2 separate regions of the Mus musculus genome follow, and region 1 is linked to region 2. The links are chromatin contacts, called in public promoter capture Hi-C maps. All regions are on one chromosome and are shown on one strand. The core of a region is the stretch at or near the end of the contact, and the rest is flanking DNA. Distances in the headings are between cores, read along the strand shown. Region 1 has its middle 170 kb from the start of Brwd3. Region 2 holds the start of 2610002M06Rik (RIKEN cDNA 2610002M06 gene).

Region 1 (4,343 bases), core at 923-3,422, 850 kb before region 2:
GGTTACCTCACTCAGGATGTGGACACTTCGCCCCTTCTTAGAATTGGAACAAAACACCCCTGGAAGGAGTTACAGAGACAAAGTTTGGAGCTAAGATGAAAGGATGGACCATCCAGACTCTGTCCCACCCGGGGATCCATCCCATAATCAGTCACCAAACCCAGACACTATTGCATATGCCAGCAAGATTTTGCTGAAAGGGCCCTGATACAGCTGTCTCTTGTGAGGGTATGCCAGTGCCTGGCAAACACAGAAGTGCATGCTCACAGTCAGCTCTTGGATGGAACACAGGGCCCCCAATGGAGGGGCTAGAGAAAGTACCCAAGGAGCTGAAGGGATCTGCAACCCTATAGATGGAACAACAATGTGAACTAACCAGTACCCCCAGAGCTCATGTCTCTAGCTGCATATGTAGCAGAAGATGGCCTAGTTGGCCATCATTGGGAAGAAAGGCCCCTTGGTCTTGCAAACTTTATATGCCCCAGTACAGGGGAACACCAGGGCTAAGAGGTGCGAGTGGGTGGGTAGGGGGCAGGGGGGAGGGTATAGGGGACTTTCGGGATAGCATTTGAAATGTAAATGAAGAAAATACCTAATAAAAATTGGAAAAATATATATGATATTCAAAAATACTGTAAAAATATATTTGCTTCATTAAATTTTGTGAAGAAGTTTAATGAGTGATATGTAGAGACTCCGGGGCCCAGCAAACACAGAAGTGGATGCTCACAGTCAGCTAATGGATGGATCATAGGGCTCCCAATGGAGGAGCTAGAGAAAGTAGCCAAGGAGCTAAAGGGATCTGCAACCCTATAGGTGGAACAACATTATGAGCTAACCAGTACCCCGGAGCTCTTGACTCTAGCTGCATATATATCAAAAGATGGCCTAGTCGGCCATCACTGGAAAGAGAGGCCCATTGGACTTGCAAACTTTATATGCCCCAGTACAGGGGAATACCAGGGCCAAAAAGGGGGAGTGGGTGGGCAGGGGAGTGGGGGTGGGTGGATATGGGGGACTTTTGGTATAGCATTGGAAATGTAAATGAGTTAAATACCTAATAAAAAATGGAAAAAAAAAAAAAGAAAGATAGCAGGCAGGTTTTAATTGCAGATAATGAATTCCAGTCACTGGTGTACAATAACAATAGATGGAGAGGTTATTATTAAATGAAGCAGGTCTGAAATCTGGAAAACTATACTCCTTTTTTTCCTTCCCTTTACTAGTGAGCAGATGTTTATGTTTGCCATAGAATTTTCCTGAAGCTATTTTTTAAAAATTGGATACTAACATTAGAAATAAAAAAAAAAGCAAAACAAAACACTATTTGGTCTCTGTGTTTCTGTTTATAAGTGTGTTTGTTCTCAATCTTAAGAAGTCTGTAGTCATTAGTGTTTTCTGCCAACTTGCTTACCTTCCTTGAAGCCAACAGCATTGCATCCAGGGGCTATTCAGACTCCAGCCTTTTACTTTGTTACCTCTTGGCTCAAAGCTCATGTATACTCTTGCCTCAGAGATCTTGACAAATCAGGCAAGTGTCTAGCCCATTTTACAATTTAGTTGGTCTAGTCCTGCCTGTGTGCTTTACCACCTGACACTCCTCATCCTGAATAAACAGTTCAGTGACCTGTTGGCTTTGTCATTGTTTGCTTGCCTGGGAAGGAAAGATTTTTAATAGCTTCTACTGACGCAAAACTGAGCTGTCCCTGACTTCCTATACCACCAGACAAAGCTGATGAATACATCTCCCTCTGTAGTCCTTGAAGTACGGATATGGCAAGCAGCTGGAGTCAAAGATGAAGGACAGATTAGAGGAACTGAAGAATCACGTTTACCACAGAAGAGTCTCTTCGGAGTTGGATGACACCTTGATGTTTGACAACCATGCTTTTGAAAAGACTGAAACAAACTCTATAGAAGAGTTTTTACAGGAAGTGGCTGAGCTGTCTCTGGCACTGACAGAGTTAGCAGGGCTGTCTCGGTTAATAGACGAGAAGCAGCAAGGTGTCCTGTGTTGTACCACAGAGGAGGGTGTGTTCAAGGAGAAGAACGAATTGAACATCATAAAGGCCTCCTTTGCGAGCCAAGCCCGAATCATTCAGCCTCAGCTAAGCGCCATGCAGCATGAATTGGCCACAGACTGTAAGTACTGGAGGGCTGAGCACCGCATTCGTCAGAGCCAGCTCTCTTTTCTCCTTAGTCACTACCGTGGCATCATCAGCCACCACTATGCCTGTGAGACTCAGAATATGGTCAGGCTGAAGGAGAAGATGGTGAGACAGGCTGAACTAGCTGGGGTGAAGCTCCAGGAAGAGGACCTGGAGAAACTGGTGGCTAACCCTGTGCCTCCTCAAATTGTGGGTCGTGATCTAGATGTTTTGAAGGCTAAGCAGGGCCTGGCTTTGGCTGAAGTACGCAACCAGCAGCTGCTGGACCTGGAGTGCCAGATCAGTGAATTGCGTACCATCTTCTTCCAAGTAGAAACATTTATCTCAGAACAGCAAGAGCTGCTGGATAGCATTGAGTACAACATTTTGCACACCCAGGACTATGTTGAACAGTCAAATGAGACAGTGAAGAAAGCCCTTAAATATAAGCATCAATCACGTTTTTTGATGGTAATATCAACGGTTGCAGGTCTTTGTGCCTGTTGTTCTTGCTTGTCCTGCATCACTGGTCTTGTGCATTGAGCAGGATATGTGTGTTCTGATGTAGTGAGTAATTGCTGAAGGACAAAGATATTGTTTTGGAACATAACTTTAAGGCTAGCATTGCAAATAAATGGGTGGCAACATCTGTGCTGACAAATCTGTGACTTGTCTGTTTTCTTAAAGGCAGCAAGCGGTAAATAGGCTATTTGACTGTGTTTTACTCATTGTTGTGCAATGTGTTACATTTAAAGAAAACACTGCCTCTGCCAGACACTGTTGCTCAGAAATTAGTGTTTTCTTCATTTTCTGTTACATCTGCTTGCTTTAGGTTCCAGAATGATTCGTGCTTTATGAAAATACATATATATTCCCTTCTAAGGGAATAACAAACTAAAAGAATGAGGCATATTACACTGCCTTACTTTCTTTTTTCTTTTCTTTTCTTTTTTTTGATTCTATTATTTTTTATTAGCTATTTTCTTCATTTACATTTCAAATGCTATCCCCTTTCCTAGTTTCCCCTATACCCTCCCCCAGTCCTCCTTCCCAACCCACCCACTCCCGCTTTCTTACACTGCCTTACTTTCTATTGCTGTCATTAAAACACCATAGCCAAGGCAAGTTATAAAACATTTACTTTTAATTTGGAGTGAGTGGCTTTAGAGAGCTAAAGTCATGACCATCATAGTCATCGTGGTAGGGATCATGACAGCATGCAGATAGGGAAGTATGGGACCAGAGAAATTTTGAGAGCTCAAATCTAGAGACACTACTGTAAGGCAGAAAGAGCTAACTTGGAATGGCTGGGCTTTTCAAACCTCAAAGTCCACCCTCAGTGACACACCTCCTCTAACATGGCCACACCTCCTCCAAAATGGTCACACCTCCTATTCCTTCCCAAACTGTTTCACTAAATGGGGACCAAGTACTTAAATATATGATTCTATGGGGGGTCATTCTCATTCAAACCACCTTACACACCCAAACTTCAGTACAGCAATTCAGGCATACCAGATGGTGAAGTAGGATGCAACAGGTACCAGGAAGAGGAAGACTGCAACAATTGGTTAAACGAGTATCACTAAGGTGAGTTGAGAGACTGGATGATGGTAGGCAGAATATTGAGAAAAACTCCAGGAAAACAGAGCACAAGATTATTTACATGTTCTGTGTACAGATAAGAACACAGGGATGCCAAAAGCAGAAATGAAGCTTGATTAGGAGCCTATCCTTAGCTCAACTGCCATCACACTATTTGTATTTTTATTCATATAGTAGTAAGTAAAAACACATGATAATAGTATGCATGGAGTTCTGGGCCAGAGGAATTTCTGTGATGTAGATAGAAGTGGGCCCTGATGAGAGGAATCCATGCCCCATGATCAGCCTAAGGTTTAAGAATACTCTGCTTCAGTTACTCATGAGTGACTCAGGACTATGCCCAATTTGTCAACCAACTCAGGAGTTTTTCTGATTTAAACAAATGATTTATACATTGAAAAGATTTTTTTTTGTTTTCTATGAATCATTTCTTTATGATAGTTTCTTAACTTGTGCATTTTCATCTTCTTGATTCAGGAGCAGCAGAGCCTATAGCCAAAACCTTTTCTCTGAATGCCTGCCTAAATGACCTTTTAAAAGTTTTACTAATCAAGAGAGTACTGTCATCAGTGTTTTTTATTAGTTCAGTTA
Region 2 (4,420 bases), core at 459-2,958:
CAGTCAAAACAAATATTAATATTTAGTGTCTAGGATCTAAAGATTATTTTATAAATATTTTCACTTAAAATACTTATTCATGTAACTGACTCAATTATAAAACTGACCATGATTAAAATCAGATAGTCAAGAAAATATGAAGTTAACTTTGGGATTTAAAACATAAAAGACCTCATAAACGTAAAATACCTTCTAGGTGTTTAGTACAGACGATAACAGTTTTGTTTTGTTTTTTACTTAAGACAGACAGCAGCAGCAAACACTCTCTATAAACAAGGACCTTATAAAAGAGATACTTCTTGAAAAAGTTTATCGTTTGAAAAAAATTTTAATTTAACGTTTATTTTTATACATTGCATACCTATAACTCTAACAACAGCATTTTAAAACTCACATATGTTTAAGTTTTGGTAGGTTGTTCTAGTATTTATGGTTTTACTGAAGGAATGATGTTAAAAATAGTAAGTGCTAAGGGAAAGTCTTTCCAGACAGATATCTTTACCTTTAACCCCCAAAGGTAGTTTTCCAGCAATGAAGGCAACTGTTTAAGGCACACAGAGAACTGATGAAATTTCCAAAGCTTTCAGTTTCATAAGTCTTGTTCTCCAACTATAAAGTGAGATGCAAACCTAAAAATAACCTTTACACGGTTCTGCCTATTGAAATGATTTCTAGACTGTACTTCCCAGAACTTTGTATTGAGCAAGGGTTCTCTTTTTCTTTTAATGAAACACGGACAGTTAGAAAACAGTCTGAAGCTTTTTACCAACTATCATTAACACAAAATAATAAAATATTCACTTTTAAAGCCAGTTTTGTTAAAAAAAAAAAAAAGAAATAATCCTAAGGATAAAAAGTGTATGGCATTGTGCACATAATTCCACAGGTTGAATTTAAGAATGAGGTAAATGACAAACTTCTGAGATTTAGCAATTACGACAATTACACTAACTTTCAGAGTAATATATGTAATTTCTATGACACTAAAATTGAAATGCCACAAATCTGCTTAAAATTCCCTCTTTTCCTAAGTCCAGAGAGTGCTTCTAATAAATCCACCTCTGGACATTTCTGAAAGTCAAAGGAACGTAAAATACGCCAAGCTCTATCTACGACCACCCCCATTACTGCTCCCACCCATTATAGAGATTTTATATTAATTTTAGACCATACATCAGCTGTGCTTAAGAAAAATAAAATTAAACCAACTAATATGAGAAAAAATTTCGAAGCAACATTACCTCTCAAGTAGAGCCGGACTTTTCCTCCTTCCCCTTCAACCCTACAACTCTAAGGTTCAAGATTGTTTAAAAAACCTCAACATTACCCACCACACTAACCCCTCGAGCCGTTCTTTTACACTGTCAGAATTTTTAAAAAGTACTTTAAAAGTCCTATACCTTTGTCTTCACCCTTTAAGACTTAAGCTCTGAGAGAAAGGGATGAGGGACGACCAGGACTGTGTGAAATCTGAGGTACGAGGTGGGCGGAAGGCTAAGCGGCGTCCAGGTTGACAAAAGAAAGAACTAGAAGTCCGGTGGGATGCCGGACCAGGTTTAGCGCAGTTATCCTGAGCGCACGTGAAGCATCTAAGTGGGAGGGACCTAAGCTTCAGCTCTCGGACTCCACCGCCCCCAAGCGACCAGAGCCATCCTAACCGAAGCGACTCACTGCAGCCATGTTGGCGTCGTCCCAGTCCCGCCTCTCTAGCTCGTGGGACTCCACCCACCACGGGTTCTAAACCGAAACAGGAAGTGGGCTAGGATCCCTCGAAACCCGCTACAACCGCCACCCTCCGCGCGCCCAAGCGACCCACAACTCGCGGGTCCAGCCCCTGTCCCGCGTGTTACCTGCCCCTCCCCCTCCTCCCGCCCGGTGAACTCGAGAGATCATGTCGAACATGGAGAGTATCCTTTCTGTTGGTCAAGATGCTACCAGGGCCTTGGGGGCTGGGGAGGGGGGGGCGAAGGCAGGGGTGCTGGGGACACGCCCAGGGGCTTGACCCTTTGGGCCCGCACGTGGGGCGAGGGAGCTGTGATGCGGATGGGTAGGCTCCAGCGGCCTGGGGTTGGCCTTTTTTTTATTTTTTTTATTTTTCACCCTCCTCCTCGCTGCGGCCGCCGCCTCCGCCTCCGCTGCCATCCTCGAATGTGGGGAGGGTCAGAGGAGCCAGTGGACAGACAGAGATAATTGAGCCCGTACCGCCCCTTGTTGAGGATTTCTGTCACCTGCCTTATCAGTGAATTTTTGGCCTCTTTGAAATTGACAGGGAATGGTGCCAGGACCTAGGGGAGGCGACTGGAGTTTGCCTATGGCTCCAGGCGGAGGTGTAGGTTCTCAAAGCGTACGTGGACAAACTGCTTTTGGCGAACTGCCCTTTAATGACTGCAGGTGACTGGTGATGAGGTTGAGCGATTGCTACGAACCCTCCGAACTAACTGTGCTCGCTTTCTGTTCCCGCTGCATTCTAATTTAACACTTGAGGAAATTCAGGTTATTCCTGAAGCCATAAAGTCCATCAGCCAAACCTGTCTGGCCACTTGGGCAATTAGTAGGGGCTAAGAATAAAGCTTCCTGGTGACGTCATGAACACAATTTGGCTTTCTTTTTCTTTTTCACTACTTAAATTCCATCACAGAAGCTCCATGTTGCTGTAATTTTTGCTCCTTCCAGGGGTTGGCTTTAGAGAAAAATAAAATAAATTGCTTTTTCTTCAACTCCAAGATAGCAAAAAGATAAACCATGGGTTATGGTAACTGTTCTGTAGCTCGTGTTAAGCTCTTTTGGCGCTATTAGTCTATAAGCCTGAAGTACAGGTAAAAATGGTTTTTTGATGGGTTCAATTTTATGTCATCCAGTAAATCTTGCAGCACTAGTCAGGATATGCTGTACATTAAAGTGCTAGCCTGGAGGAAAGGTGCAGATCATGAAAAGATGACCAAGAGAGGTCCTGTTTCTACTGCATGTAAAAAAAAATAGTGACTGTAGTATAGTTTTAATATTAGCATAAAGTGACAAGCACTTTATTGAACTCTGAGTCAAAATATCAGTTTTATTTCCCAAGTTCCTTGAAACAACAGTTTTCTGAATTAAGGCATGGTGTTCATCCTCTGTCACCCACTTGACTCATTTGGGAAGCATATTGTCTCACCTTTCAACCCTAGAAAGGCATTTTTAAAGTAAAAAGAAATGGTAGTGCCTACTGAATTGTATTTTTGAACATAATCTGAAGTATTAGAGATTTGAAGAGCTTTAAAATTATTAGCTCTCTTTTTTTTTCCTAGAAAATTTGAAAGGATTAGAGGCAGTAGCTTCAAAAGCTTTTATTTCATGTTCTGAAAATATGGAAGCAGGCTATTTTTACTTTGTCTAGCCTGCCTTGTATTCCCAGTAACAAAATATGTAGTTACTATTTTTTCTTTCTTTCTTTCATTTTTGGTTTTGTTTGTTTGTTTCTTTGTTTTTGAGACAAGGTTTCTCTGTGCAGTTCTGGCTGTCCTGGAACTCACTTTGTAGACCAGGCTGGCCACCTGCCTCTGCCTCCCAAGTGCTGGGATTAAAGGCATGCGCCACCACGCCCGGCTGGCTGTTACTGTTTTTTCAATGAAAAGTTTTAACATGTTCATTTTCTAACTCCCAGAGTCCAGTCAAGTGCTGCTCCTATTTACATGGCTGTAGGCTCGTCCACGTCCACTCAGGCATGGGCAACCATTTGAAGAAAAGTGATTTCCCCCAACTGCAATAGCCTCAGTTGCTAGTACCTCCTCAGCTAGAGGTGGGGCCTGAGTAGTCCTTCTCCTCTTTTATCAGTGCTTGGATTTTAATGGGCTTGAACTTGTCTAGGTAGTGTACAGCTAACCATAACTTCTGGGTGTTCTTGTTGTGTATTTACTATAGCTAAGTCAGGTCCAAAACACTATATTGTATAATACTTCTTAAAAAATTAATATAAGTACATCTGTACCTAATAACAATGGCCTACTCTTTCATCTATTATGTAAAGTAGTAAGGTTTAACTTGATCCAAACTATATAACTACTCATCTTGGTTCATTTATGTGTAAACCAGACCCCCCCCCCCACACCCCCACCACAGTATAGCGGTAGGAAATAATATGGACTCAGACCTACCTTCCATAAATAACACGAAGTAAAATTTGAAAAACACCTTACCTTTTATAAAACGTAAAATTCTCACTGTACTGTTAGGAAGCTTGGCTGTGATTAAATAGTTTAGTTGCCTTTGATTAAGTATGTTAATCTCTTTGTACAATAGTAAAGCTCACTTTAAATTTTTAATTGAAGTCAGATTTAATTACTGTGACGTATATCTATAGGTCTTAGTGTTAAGTTAATTACAGGAATGAGAAATTAGTAGATAAATAATTAAGGGCTACTCCCATGGTCCGTGCTGTTGTTCC

What was found. Promoter capture Hi-C pulls out the DNA fragments that hold promoters and counts their contacts.
Region 1: a promoter capture Hi-C map of liver shows a contact between it and region 2, with 5 times the contacts expected there. The contact joins the enhancer-like site here to the promoter of 2610002M06Rik in region 2. A contact is called at or near these places in 4 of 39 promoter capture datasets (the C10 cell line, hippocampal neurons and liver) and 1 of 115 datasets of contacts at active chromatin or transcription factors (stem cell-derived neural progenitor cells).

The regions. Positions count from the first base shown.
Region 1 is chrX:108,662,345-108,666,687 of GRCm38.p6, reverse strand. It overlaps the pseudogene Gm379. Among named protein-coding and RNA genes, the nearest start is that of Brwd3, 170 kb to the left of the region's middle. Within about 2 kb of position 2,172, at least 18 of the 459 cell types and tissues checked have an H3K27ac peak or open chromatin away from gene starts, as enhancers often do. A contact at or near this core is called in liver, where this site is marked.
Region 2 is chrX:107,813,622-107,818,041 of GRCm38.p6, reverse strand. 2610002M06Rik (RIKEN cDNA 2610002M06 gene) reads left to right here and starts at 1,708. Exons shown (of 8, transcript NM_025921.3): 1 at 1,708-1,907. The coding sequence starts at 1,892. It overlaps Tent5d (terminal nucleotidyltransferase 5D), which reads right to left and starts at 1,565. Exons shown (of 6, transcript NM_001163104.2): 1 at 1,401-1,565.